Regions from separate parts of the Arachis hypogaea genome. Here region 2 is linked to region 1. The links are chromatin contacts, called in public Hi-C maps. All regions are on one chromosome and are shown on one strand. Each heading gives the region's core, a stretch centred on a gene start, on an enhancer-like site or on the middle of the called end of the contact. The rest is flanking DNA. Distances are from core to core; before and after follow the strand shown.

Region 1 (7,560 bases), core at 4,939-7,438:
TATTCATTTCATGCGATAATAAAAGTATAAGAGTGAAAGTTACTTATAATTTTTGTTAAAAGTTTTAGATTATAATTAATTAATATATATTAAAGTTTCTGAAGAGACTAATATAATATAGGAATAGCAACGGGACAAAAGCGGGATATATCTTTCTGTTTTTCGTCTCCATCTCTAGATTTATTTCTTGTTTTTGTTTTAATTTTTTGTCGTGGAAGAGTATTATTTTCTATCTTTATTTTTTGGGATTTGGCTCCTCTGAAGTTGTTTATGTACTTTAGAGAAAAAAATAACGTAATCTAAGCCATTGATAACATAAACGATTTTGATCATCTTAAATAAATAAATAATAAATAAATACATTAAAATAATCTTAAAAATCGTGCAACCAAATTGTGTAAGTAGCAGTTTCTAAAACTGCGTGATTTTAATCTTTCATTTTTTTGAATCCTGAATAATTTTTTGAAAAAATTAATAAAAAAATAAAATTAATTAATTTAAATTGAGTCAAAAATATTTTTTTATTTTTTATTTTAATATAAAAAAATACTCATGTAAATGTACTAAATTTTTTTTAGATAAATGTACTCAAATTTTTTTGTAATCCATTGTTTTGTTTATATTTTTTATTATTTGTCTATTCTGATGATAATATATTTTTTTTAACCAGTCATACATTTAAATTTAAACTACAACATTAGACATAAAACAAGCATCATAAACATATAAAAACACATAAAAATATAAATAAATTAATTTAATGTATATCAATATAAATTTAGTAGAGATCTATTAAACCAACATCACATCATTAGTTATTCTAAACACTCTTTAGTTTGTTCTCAATTAGATTCTTATTTTAAGTATAAACAAAAAAAATTGAGTACATTTATCTAAAAAAAATTAGTACATTTATATGAGTATTTTTTTATATTAAAATAAAAAATAAAAAAATATTTTTGACCCAATTTAAATTAATGAATTTTATTTTTTTATTAAATTTTTTAAAAAATTATTCAGGATTCAAAAAAGATGAAAGATTAAAATCACGCAGTTTTGGAAACTGCTGCTTGCACGATTTGGTTGCACGATTTTCAAAGTTCTTTTAATGTATTTATTTATTATTTATTTATTTAAGATGATCAAAACCGTTTATGTTATCAATGGCTTAGATTGCGTTACTTTTCTCTCTAAAGTAAATAAACAACTTCAGAGGAGCCAAATCCTATTTTTTGTGGACTTCTATTTTCTGCAGAACTCATTCTTCATACTCCTATATTAATCATTTATATAAAAATTTTAATAAAATATTTTTTAAATTTATATAAATATAAAATAATTACAACATATAAAGACACAGTCATGCAGCGGTGAAAAAGTAAAAAGACACCGCGATCAGAGATAATGAGAAAGTGAAAGAGTGACGACACAATAAACACTGAGCAAGAATGGCAAAGAATATAGTTGTGAGGTTATATGAGATTGGATCGGATTTACGAGTTCTAGTCTTTTGGAGTGATTAGAGAGTGGAATGATGCAGTGTTAGTGTTATGGAAAAAAGAAAAGACACTTTTAAAATTAGGGTTAGATTTTTTACAATATATACATATATAGTATTTGGTATGTGAAATGACTAAGAGTTTTATATTAGAAATAAATAATTAAAGGCATTTAAGTAAATTTAATAATTCAGAAATTAGTGAAAGTGGATTGGAAATCTCTGCTCGAGTCTCCATGTCTGCCTCAAGAGAATTTTGGCCTCCATCTCTGTTTCCGCGAAAAAAATTTTCCGTTTTCAATCCCCATTTAAAGCAATTTCCGCGAAAATCTCCACATTTCAAAAGTTTTGTCATCCCTTATAATAACCTCTCTCGTAGTTTGAATCATTTTACCCTTTTCATTGATTATTTACAACTAACTTAAATGCTTTTATTTCAAAAATAATATTTGCACATTAAAATTAATCACTAAAATATACTACTAATATATTTATTATAAATATATGTGTGGTTTAATTTATTTTTAAAATATATTTTTATTTTAACATATATTTTATATTTATAATGGCGGATTTTAGTGTAAACTTTTGATAAATGTTTTATTTTTATACTAAACAGGTACGTAGAGATCCCAGGGAGGCTCTGCACTCTGAGCACCAAGATCAAAGAACTCAAGCAGAGAGTGGCAAATGGCGAAACAGGAAACAATGTTGATTACTACGCTTTGATTGGTTTGAGGCGTGGGTGTTCTCGGTCAGAGCTTCAGAGGGCACATCTTTTGCTCTGTTTGAAGCATAAGCATGAGAAGGCTCTGAGTTTCATTGATCGTTGTGAGCTTGCGGACAAACGAGACATTGAAAATGTTAAGGAAAAGGCCAAAATGTCTGCAACGTTATTGTACAGATTGATTCAGAAGGGTTATGCTGAAATTATGGCGAATATCACAAAAGAGGAAGCTTTGAAAGAACAGAGGAAGAGGACTTTGCATAATGATAATAGTAATGAAGATAGTAATGAGAGTGTGTTGTTTTGTTCATCTGCTTCGACTACAAATCCTTCGTTGCTTCAAGGAATGTTTTGTAGGGACCTATCTATGGTTGGAAACTTGCTTTCTCAAGCTGGGTTTAACCCTTCTATTCCCATGAAGTATGAGGCTTTGAGTTGCTAGCTAGTTCAATCATGGTTCGCACCAAAAGATTAAAGATGAGAAAAATTGCAGAAAGAATATCTGATTTCAATAACTTAACTATCTTGTATAAAAGGGTTGATAAATTTGAAGAGTACCACCGGAAAATTTTGTAACCTTTTGTTTTGTTATTTTATATTTATATAAGATGTTGTATAGAGTATATTTATGAATGAAATTGAAACGTAGTTTAATTATCATTTAATTTGACTTCTACTTTTAAAGATATTTAGGTATAGAATTTTATTTAATCGATTATTTATTATATACTATTAATTTTATAATTAAAATATATCATATGTCATTTTTTTATTGTAATTAAAATTAACTTTTTTTCTAAAATTAAAAAATTCTCTCATTTTCTCTTTTCCTTTTTCTGTATCTCATTCATTCACTCACTTTATCTTTTTTATATATCATTATCAATAATTAATTACAAATTTAATAATCAAATTGTGTAACATAACACTCTCTAATTGTAATTAAAATCAAACTAAAATTAAAATATTAAAATTCAAAGCTATATTACTAATTTGATTAACAACCAAAATATGTTACACGACACTTTTTAATTAAATATGAGATAAAATATTTTCTTCTAAAATTAATAAATTCCTTTTCTCTATCATTTCCACTATATATATATAACTTATAATTTATAATTTATATTTTATATTACTAATTTGACAAATCAAAATATGTTACGAAATATTTTTTATTACAATTAAAATAAAATATTTTCCTCTAAAATTAACAAATTCCATCTCTCCTTCTTCTTTATCTTTCTCTCTCTTTTCTCTCTTATTTTCTATATCTATCTACCTTTCTCTTTCACAAATAAATAAATTTAATAAAATAATATAATTCAAATAAATTCATAATTATAAGAAATACATTAAATTTAAAATTAAATATAACTAAAAAATAATTGTGTAATATTATTACATAAAAAATATATTACTATTATAATTATTATATACATACTATTTTAGTTTTTTTTATTAAGTTTTAAATTTTTATCATTTATTTTTTTATTCTATATATTTTTTTAAATATTTATTATTTATAATTTGAAGAGAAAATCTTGAAAATATAGGATACACATACAGACAATCCATTCATGTTCTAATTCTGAAATTACACGGAATCTGTTGGTTTAGATTGGGATATTTTTCTAGTATCATGGCTATTTAGTTGTCCACTCTAAAAAAATGCACACAACAAAATTCTAAAATCATTTTAGTTTTAAAAAAAGCATTGTTATTATATGTGTAATTTATGCACCACATAGACCTTATGCACATTATTTATATTAGAACTCCTTTGTTTATACTTTTTGAACTTTGAACCTTTATCATCAATTCTTGAATTCTACATACAAACATCTCATATAACATGATTAAGTAAGTATAATTTTAACTAAATAAAAATAAAATGTATATGTAATAAAATCTAAAAATAAAATATATATGTAATAAAATGGCCACAGATTACTATATTTGAAAAAAAAATATTTTTTAAGAAAGTTAAACACTTCAGGTTAAACAAAGAAATAAAGATAGAAAAAAATGGAAAAATAGAAAGTCAGGTTTATATATTAAAATCGACATTAACATACTCATTAGCCTTAACTTCATTCTTATTCTGTTGTATAGTTAATTCATTTGTTTCATTGTCACTAAAATATATGTAATGTATACTGTGAACATTACTTTTATGTTTTATCATTGTTTTGGTGATTTGTATTTTCCTGACAATAATTCTACAATATAATAAAATATATTAGACAATATTTAAATAAATAAGTAAAAAAATTTTAAAAATTTGATAAAACAAAAAATTAAAATTATCTTCACATCATTCAGATCATCGTTAGTGATGATCAGTATGTTAGATGCTTTTATTACATAACTCTAGACACCTTTAAATCGTATGACCACAACGTGTATAATGAAAACACTTACGAAATTTTGTCACTCAGTTATTTTGACGAGGAGATTCTTTTGTCTTCACAACAATATAATTCGATCACTGACCAAACCCGCATTAGAAAGAATCTTGGGGTCAGGATCACGTTTCTTTTTAAACTTTTAGATTAGTCCAAAAATGTCATCTCTAATCTCCATGAAGTCATCTTAGTTCTTTGATGCCAATTCATACAATGTGAAACACAATGTTACTAGAGCACCATATCTAATACCAGCAATATTTTTAGAGTCAGTATCCTCGAATGTCACAACTAGAAAATTGCTTAATACAGATAGATTTACAGACGTATTTGGTCTTTATTACAGACGGATTTTCGGTTACCGACGAATTTTGTCACTCTGTAAAGGCCTCGTCGAAAATTATTTACCGACAGATTTTTTTCGTCGGTAATTTACCGACAAATTTTTATCAGTTACTGACAGATTTTTTCTCGGTAAATTCTCCCCTCCATTTCCCTAGAACGTCAAACTTTCCGATGAATATTTTATCGATAATTAGAGACAGATTTTCTGATAGATTTTTCGTCGGTTATTAGAGACAGATTTTCCGACGAATTTTTCATCAGTAATTAGAGACAGATATTCTGACGGATTTTCCGTCGGTAATTAGAACCTTGAAAAAGTATTCCAAACTCTGAATACAAACAAAAAATCAGTTTGTAAATCCGTTAGTAAAATAAAATAGAATTTTTTATAGATTTTTTCATTACAAAATAAACCTGTTTTCATACAAAATAAATATAAATTTAATAAATACAAATTTTTATCTAATTTGTATTCGAATATTTATAATATTTCAAAAAATAAACAAATTCATCGTATTATCAGACTAAAAGAAAAGTACTATATACATGTAAGTCAATATAATTCAAAACATAAATAAAGTGTATTGATACATCAACTATAATTCTCAGTATATTATTCAACCATACTAAAACTATCGGCTATAGTTTTCAGTGTCATCTTCATCCTCATCATCATCATAGTCCTCATCCGAAGAGATTGAGGATGGCAGCCGTGGCGGTGGTAGTGGAACAGCACTTGTGCACATCATTCCGGCAAAGAATAAGATCCTGAGTAGTAGAATGAATGCATTGTTTGTTAGACCTAGCACTTGTAGAGTTTGTAGTTACTACGACTACTTATCAACCAAATTGGAAACTGAAGAACAAAAAGTACAATAAAGTTCAGGAAAACGATGTGTTATTAGTTTTTACATACAGATTATGGCATGTTTTAGTTTATAGCAACAGAAAATGAAGAATGAAAATTATTTACTTCTTTTGCAAATTGATACGCATCTAGACATTACACACCAACCTGGACTCAATCCTTTGTCACACTCATTCAAGTAGACTTCAAGCTACCATGTTAGAATAACATGTAACTGAGTAAATTTTGTCTGAATACCCATCATTCCTACCAACAAAAATTCATACGTTATAATGACACAAGTGAAGTACCAATATCCACCAAATAAAAGATAAAGATATCTACTGTGATACACAGCCAAAATGAATCTGGAACTTCTCAAGAACCGATCCTATAAGATTACTTCTCAGTACTCTGGAAACAATTCAACAATTGAGGATCAAAAAGGCATTGCTATCAGCTTTCTCCCATTGCTAAGAGCATTTCTTAGTGAGGCATTATTAACTCATAAAATAAAAAATAAAAAGAAAAAGAAAAAAGATGCAAGCCAGGGTCAGGGGATTAATATTGAACTTTTCTTTTATGGATTAAATTTTAATATGAGCAATATAGAGGACTTAAGAACCTGGAGAAACAAGTTGAACTTGCATCACTTAAGAACCTGGACCCAAGGTAATTAATTAAAGTAAATTTCCATGGTTTTTAATAATGAAAATTCTAGATCTAATAATTGAACTTGGGCTTAAATATTAAATAATCAGTGGAATCAAATTAATAATAGTTTTGTGTTTTATGATGGTCATCACAGGTTGTACTTATCATGAGGAAGCATAATCTATTTAAAAGCAAGAAGGAGAGTATAAGTACCTTGCTTAAATATTAAAATAGATATATTTTTACCCTTGCCAACATTGGATCATGTGTTTTATTGGGAGAGTCAGCAGACACTTCACGTTCTGTTGAAGGAAGAAAACTTCTATCACAAAATTAAATATATAGAAGATTATAGACAGTGACATTTTGCGCAAAAGCAGAGTTAACTTTCTGCTAACATGATGCTAACTAAAGAGGGAAGGAAATGCCATAAACTATTAACAATAACAATAACAATAAGCATAATATTTGAGTCCTATTAATTATTAAGGATAAGAACAGAGTGTAGTAAAGGCTGATGAAGAGACTGATAAAAGTTGAAAGGGCAGAAAAGCAAAGGCGCAGAGATAATTTAACTATTTAAGAATAATGACACACCAGATGCATTAAATAATTTTTCTGGGCCAATCCCTTCCATTATTGGAAAATTAGTAAATGGAATAGATCAAAGAAGTGGATAATTTTGGTGAATAATTATAGAATAATACAAGTTCTATTATTAAAGTTGCCTGGCCATATAACTATTCATAATTTTGGTGAATAAAGGGCTATTTAAGTTGCCTGGCCAGACAAACAACATTTCTAAAGCCAGATCCCATATAACTATTCATAGCAAAATTCAGAACTTAATGCTGAGGTAGAAAACATCACCTTTATGACCTCTGCCTCTGTCAATGCTGAGGTACCACCAATAATGTCAAAATCTCCCTGCGAGAAATGATTTCATAATGAAGGGTCTTAAGATACAATAAACCACCCCTCAAGAATCTTGTGTTTCAAGTATAGATATATAGTACACGTTGCATGCAAGCAGGATGTATTGACTTAGTCTTTTTCCTAAGATGTAATGTGTAGCTTTGGA
Region 2 (7,531 bases), core at 270-2,769, 89 kb before region 1:
ACAATTTTCACATAGTGATATTCTCTGGTTGTCATTTGACAACGGCCGTGGTTTTTTCTCCGGTAATTGGAGTTTCCACGTTAAATTCTTGTGTTGTGATTGTGTCTATTTTATTTCTCTGTCAAAGGTGTTTTCTCAAGGGGGAATTGTGTCTTATTCCCAACAAGTGGTATCAGAGCTTCGGTTCGGTGGGATTTATTCTTAGTATGCTCTGTGGTTGCAGCCTAGTCTAATCTCTTTGGTTGCTGTTGTTGTTGCTGGAAGGCAGTGTGACTCTGTGAGAGTGCAGTTTGGAAAAGGTTCTGGCTAAGGAAAGACTTGGTATTTAAGTGTGTCCATTGTGACCCACCTCTCTTTCCTGGGGACCCTTCCTAGTGCACGGTCTACAGTTGAGTTATAATATTCCAGTATACGGTTGCAACAATGTCTGGATATTCAAGTGCTGTGAAGCTTGAAATAGAGAAATTTGATGGAAGAATCAATTTTGGCTTGTGGCAAGTACAAGTCAAGGATGTGTTGATACAATCAGGTTTGCACAAGGCGTTGAAGGAGAAGATCTCTGGTTGCTCTCTCTATGAGAGAAGATGATGTTCTCTAGAAGACAAGAAGTATCCTCATGGTATTACCGCACTGCCATGGATAAGGATGAGTTGTGGCAATCAGGTCCACAATTGCACACGGGCATTGGTTGGCGTTGAGATGCAAGGTGTGTGGCGGAGTTAGGTCGATGGCTGAAGAACTTCCAGGAAAAGCCAATTTGGAAGTTGCACCATGAATTTTCAGCAAGGTTTCGATCTGTACCAAGGCGAAATTCTTGGAGTGGTCTAATTCCAAGTGAGTATACTTTCATGGTGGAGTATGATAGTTCTCTGAACTATGATTGTCGGTATAGACAATGGCAGCAAAGAATTGTCGGTGTTGACAATGGAAGCTGAAGATGTGTGACTATTTCAATCAAGGTGGAGATTGTTAGGATTTGGTTGAATTAGTCCCACATTGCTTAGGATAGCAAATGGAGTGGGTGGCCTAGGCTATAAATATGAGGCTAAGTTCTCCATTTGTTTTTGCACCAGTCAGAAACACTTTAAGCTTGTATCTGATTTTTCTTTTCCTCTGTACTCTTTGATTAGAGAGTGTTGTGAGGTGTAGTTAGATATTTGCTTTGAAAGAGTGTGGGTGTACTGGGGTGCCGGTGAGAGAAAGAAGTCTATGTGTTGTAACAATTTTCACATAGTGATATTCTCTGGTTGTCATTTGACAACGGCCGTGGTTTTTTCTCCGGTAATTGGAGTTTCCACGTTAAATTCTTGTGTTGTGATTGTGTCTATTTTATTTCTCTGTCAAAGGTGTTTTCTCAAGGGGGAATTGTGTCTTATTCCCAACACCAATGACAAGCAGTTTGGGTCAGCACTAAACGCTGCCCGTCAAGCAGATGCAACGGTTCTAGTAATGGGCCTTGACCAGTCTATTGAAGCTGAAACTGTTGACAGAGCTGACCTACTTCTTCCTGGGCATCAACAAGAGCTTGTCTCAAAGGTTGCAGCAGCTTCAAGAGGCCCAACAATTTTGGTCTTGATGTCTGGTGGGCCTGTTGATGTAACTTTTGCTAAGAATGATCCGAAAATTGCGGGTATATTGTGGGCTGGGTATCCGGGCCAAGCTGGTGGTGCAGCCATTGCAGATATCTTGTTTGGTGCTGCCAACCCAGGTATCTAAAAAACACCAAAAAGAAAATTAAAATTTCTTTTGTTTTCATTCCTTTATGCAATACTCTAATTGCCCATGGTTACTGAGTTTCTTATACTTATGTTGAAAATATGATGACATGATAATTCATGCTAAAGTCTCCCTATTACCTATGCAGAAAGAAGGTAACAATATAAAATACACGATATAAAATATATATTAAAAATAAATTAAATTATATACATACATAATAATTAACTTTTTATGTTCACACAGTATTTTTATTTATTTATTTATTGATATGTGAACGGCTCATTGTTACATTATGTTAAACATTAATAAATATCTAAAATTATTAACAATCATAGCACGTATATATTAAAAATTAGTCACTAATATAAAATGAACATTAAAAATAAATTAAATAATATACGTATGTATATAGAGTTAAATAACATATGAGTGGTTGAATTTGTTCAGGAGGCAAGCTTCCAATGACATGGTATCCAGAAGAGTACCTTAAGAGCTTAGCAATGACAGATATGGCAATGCGTCCAAGACGAAGCAAAGGGTACCCTGGAAGAACCTATCGATTTTACAACGGTCCAGTTGTGTACCCTTTTGGTTACGGATTATCCTACTCTCACTTTCTTCACACTCTCGCTAGCGCGCCAAAGACGGTCTCAGTTCCCGTTCATGGCCACCGCCATGGAAACACCACAAACATCTCTAACAAAGCAATTAGAGTGACACATGCACGATGCGCCAAGCTCTCAGTTAGCCTCCACATTGATGTCAAGAATGTTGGCTCCAAAGATGGCTCTCACACGCTCTTAGTGTTCTCGGCGCCCCCGGCCGGTAATGGCCACTGGGCGCCGCACAAGCAGTTGGTGGCGTTTGAGAAGGTCCGTGTTCCTGCTAAGTCGCAGCAGCGAGTCAAGATTAATATTCATGTTTGCAAGCTTTTGAGTGTGGTTGATAGGTCTGGGACAAGGAGAATTCCAATGGGGGTGCATAATCTTCACATTGGTGATGTTAAACATTCATTGTCCGTACAAGCAGAAACACTTGGGATTATCAAGTCCTAAGAAACAATAATTTTTTCCATAATCTTCATGTAAGTGTATTATAACCATCAATTTGCTCATATGTTATGGATAAGAAGAAGCTAGCTAAGGGATTGGAATTGGATACTACTTTAGATTGATTCATTAAGCATTGTGGAATAAAGTATTAGGGTTTATTGCAATTTTTGGAGAAGGGATCAAGCAAATGTATTGTTCTCTACTCCCAAATTTATTTGCCATATATGTTGACCACTTCATGTGGTCTGATTTGTGTTCTTATTAGTTGTACGCTGATTGTAATCACTTATAGTTTATTTCATCATTATTGCAAGATTGATTGTAAGAATTGCATTGGCTTTATATATCTATATATATCATGAAACAACCAATGACACCTTCAAAAATAAATAATATATATATAATCAACGAAAACTTACTAAATTCTAAAAATAAAAATATCTTTTTTTTAATTTTACTTGCAAAAAATTGTATAAAAATTTAATCTCTAAAATATTTTTTAAAAAATATATATTTATTGTTAGATATTTGTATCGCATTTTTAAATTATTTAAAAAAATTATTAATAGAAAATTTTAAATGCATTTTTATCAACGACAAAATTATTCGAATGCATTTTGTATAGTTTATCTATCCTAATAAATGAGTATTTTCCGTACTCGTCAATACATAAAAGTGCAATATATGCATATGTTACAAAAATTCTTCAATGATATGTTTAGCATTATAAAATTCTATAATGCCAAACAAAAAAAAGAGAAAGAACAAAAATTCTTTTGCATTGTTACATATATGATTCATACCTCATTTTATCAATTTAAATTTTTAAAAATAATAATTTTATAACATGATATTATAATTTGTATAACTCACAAAAAATTTAGAATTTGATCATTATTGAACCTTAAAATAAAAAGAACTTTAGCATAAAATAAAAAGAAAAAAATTATACAAAATGTTCAAACAAAAAAAATTATACTTAAAAGAATATGTTAAAAGATATAATTATTCATCTGCTTATTCTTATTAGTTTAAATTAAAAAAATGGTTTCATGATTAGACCTATATCATCTTTTAATCTTTTTAAATAATTGATCGGAAGTATTTTTTTCATCTAAACTAGTTCGTGACTAATTATCTAGTAACTTATTTCTGTAGCGATTTATGAATAGAAGTCAAATAGTAATATAATAATAGATTCAGTTAACTTGCTCATTTTTCATTCGTTGTTATCTTATTTTGTGTATAACTTAAGTATATCATGACTACTAAAAACGAGTAGATTACGTATGAATTTTGTTGCAAATTTTAGGTTATTTTAGTTTTAGACCTGTGACACATATAAAGTTTTTAATTTTTGGCTTACAAATCATACAAATTGGGTCAACATTATAAGAATTTGATAAATTAACGACGAATTTTTGTAAAAAATATTTTTTGTCACTAATTCGTCACTAAATTAGTAACGCACTAATGACAAAATTAATGAGCGGTCACAAAATACCCAAACTTGAGAAAAGCGACTGATTAGTGAGAGATTTACGAGTAAGTTTGTTTCTCGCAAATTGACTTCTGTAGCTAATAAAAGAGCGGGAAAATTTTTCTTGCTAATTTATCACAAATTAATTAGCAAGTGATAATATTCTAGCAAATCAGTCATTTAGGAGTTCAATCGAATAAAAGTAAAATAGTGAGGATATTATTGTCATTATTCCGTCGCAAGTGTTTGATATACAATTAGCGAGAAACAGTTCACACATTAGTTCGTTGCTAAATAAACTTTGTGCGAAAAGGCTAATTAGTGAGAAACAATATTACTAGCTATTCCGTCACAAAAACTTGAAATGCATTCTGCCATGGACAAATTATTAACTAATTTGTCACCAAAGTTTTTTTTAGCGAGCAACTAATTTATCACTAATTTGTTGCATAATATTGTAAGAATTTAAAATTAGGGTAGCGATAGAAAACAGTCGTCGCTAACTTGTCGCAACAGATAAATCATTCAGCTAGGGAAGTGTTCCTTGCTAATTCGTCGCTAAAGTGGAAATACGGATATTGAGTGCCTAGGACCTAAATAGCGAGAAATTTGCTACCGTTTAACAACTGACACACTTCGTTAGTTGATTTCAAGTCACTGATTAGGGGGCGAAATATATTTGTCGCTAAGTTGTTACAAGTTTAATTTAGCGAGCGACTTGGCAACGGCAATATTGTCGCAAAGTGAAAGCTATATCCTACTTATTTTGTAGCAAATTACTCGCTAGTCTCGTTAAAAATCCGTCGCAGAGTTATAACAAATCCAAAGCTAACCGAAAAAATGTTAGAAGTAACGGATCACAATTGAGTCACTAATCAAAAACTTATTCAGTGAGGAATTAGTGACTGCTTAACAACTGATAGACTTTTTTCACTTATTTCATGTTGCTACTAATTTGTGAGGAAACCTCCTTATTCTGTCACTACTTTAACTAGCGGCTCACATACCTATTCAGCTGCTTTTTGTTGTGTTTAAGAAATTAATTTTATATTTTTATTTTTATAATTATAAATTTTAATATTAATAATTAAAAATAAATTATAAAAAATAAAACACCTTTAGTTATTTAACATGTAAAATATATAAAATAAATAAATTTAAATTAAAAAAAATAAAATTAAAAAATATTTTGTTATTATTATGTGTAACAAACATATAAACACTTACTAATATTATATAAAGATGAGTTATTTATAAATATTATTAAATTCATTTATTTTCTCAATCTTCTTTTATTAGAAGCAAATTTAAAAATTTATATCTAAATCATTCTTTGTCTCCATCAATAATTCTAATAGATAAAAAATATTTTTCTTCAATGTTATCTTGAATATCTTTAATTTTTTTAATTTTATTAATTTTAAAATGTATTAATTTTTATTTTTATTATATCATCTCATCATATTATACACTATACTTTTTTTTTATCATTCTTTATATATGTATAACTATTATTGTCTCTGATTAATATAACTATCATCTTAAAAATTGGTCAAAAATATAATTATCAGTTAATTTTTCTTCCCTCTTTTTACAGTTAGCTTTTTTATTTTACAGATCACTTCTATTCTTGTTGTCTTTTTTATTCCACTGAGTACATGTAGTACTATTTTCTATCTTTTTTATAAGTAATGAAGAAAAAATAATGATAGATATGTGTATGAGAGTGACAAGAAAAAAATAATGAAAATAAAAATTAAAAAATTTGAAAGAATAATAAAATTAAAGATAATTTAAGATATTAAATATAAAATTAAAAAAATTAACAATTAAAATTATGCGAAAAAATTTCTTTAAATTTAATTTTGTGTATCTGCTTCAAATTAAATAAGATTAAAAAAATAAAAAAATTTACAAATATTTATAATTTTTTTATCTTGATTGTTACCTATAATAATAATGTAATAATTTTAGTACTATACTTAAATTAATTCAAATTTTATTATCTTATATATTAAAAAAATTAAATAACTCATAAAACTTTTATTTTTATTTTTATTTATTAATAATTTATTATTTACAATTTTTTTTATTTTTTATTTTAAATTTATAATTTAAAAAACATAAAAATTAATTTTTATTCGTTGCAACCCCATTCTGATCTGAACGTTTAATATTTATTAATAATTTATTATTTACAAATTTTTTTATTTTTTATTTCAAATTTATAATTTAAAAAACATAAAAATTAATTTTTATTCGTTGCAACCCCATTCTGATCTGAACGTTTAATATCATTGGAGATAATATCATTGGAATTCTTCTTTCTATAATTTCTTATATATGTAATACTTAGTGATGTATTCTTATATAATAAGGTAGTAAAATATAAATAAGTATAGCAAAGTAGCAAGTAAAATTCGAACCAATATACTTTCCCCCGACCTTATTCCACTTCTCCAGCAAGCCATGTTTGTTTTCGTTATACAACTTGCAAACAAATATATATATTATATTTGTGATGTCTACAAAAATATATATTATAGAAGTAATCATTAAACCATAATTTTATATAATTTATTATTATTCATCAATGATGATATTATATTAGGGTTAAGTATGATTTTGATGTCAACGTAGAAGCCGAAAATCGATTTCGTCTCCAACTTTTTTTTTGCTACAAAATGGTCCCCAAAATTTCAGTTTGTTTTAAAATCGTCATTCGGACGAAAATACCCTTCCCCTTCACCCCAAAATCAACCAAACTCAATAGAATTAGAACATTATGGTCATCATCACGCCGAACCAGAACCCACCACCACCACCACTACCAGTATCATCATGGTCATCATCATCATCATCAGAACTTTCTTCAAAATCAACCAGAAGCCGAAGCTGAACAAAAACCCACCACCACTACCACCATTATCATCATGGTCATCATCATCATCAGAAGAACCCACCACCACCCCACCATCATCATCAACACCAGAACCCACCACCACCCCCACCTCAGAACCATCAACAGAATTCAAAACTAAATTCAAGCAACATGCACTTTGAACAATAATCAACAAATTCAGCAGCAACAAATTAAGAAATTCCACAAAGAAGAAGAAGAAGCGGCGGGCTGTGAGGGTCGTGGAGCAGCGGCAAGGATGCGGGTAGAAGTGCGCGCGGCGAGGACTGAACGACGAGGAGCAAGAGCAGCGGTGGCGATGGCGAGGAGCAGCGGCAGTGGCTCTTAGCTTTCTCCCTTCCGATCTCTCTCTTCTCCCTT

Evidence for each region. Hi-C and Micro-C count contacts between places; a contact is called where the count stands out from the background.
Region 2: a contact with region 1 is called in a Hi-C map of leaf, with 2.8 times the contacts expected there. The contact joins the enhancer-like site here to the promoter of LOC140175071 in region 1. A contact is called at or near these places in 3 of 8 Hi-C or Micro-C datasets (leaf and an unstated tissue).

What each region holds. Positions count from the first base shown.
Region 1 is chr9:16,495,666-16,503,225 of arahy.Tifrunner.gnm2.J5K5, reverse strand. LOC140175071 reads left to right here and starts at 6,188. Exons shown (of 4, transcript XM_072201980.1): 1 at 6,188-6,314. The coding sequence starts at 6,188. It overlaps LOC140174946 (a long non-coding RNA gene), which reads right to left and starts at 6,125. Exons shown (of 2, transcript XR_011865098.1): 1 at 5,994-6,125; 2 at 5,474-5,746. LOC112710529 reads left to right here. Exons shown (of 4, transcript XM_025762779.3): 4 at 2,118-2,890. The coding sequence ends at 2,667.
Region 2 is chr9:16,580,324-16,587,854 of arahy.Tifrunner.gnm2.J5K5, reverse strand. LOC112710532 (probable beta-D-xylosidase 2) reads left to right here. Exons shown (of 8, transcript XM_072202645.1): 7 at 1,390-1,708; 8 at 2,167-3,099. The coding sequence ends at 2,774. Among protein-coding and RNA genes, the nearest start is that of LOC112710532, 14 kb to the left of the region's middle. Within about 2 kb of position 1,519, at least 2 of the 3 cell types and tissues checked have open chromatin away from gene starts, as enhancers often do.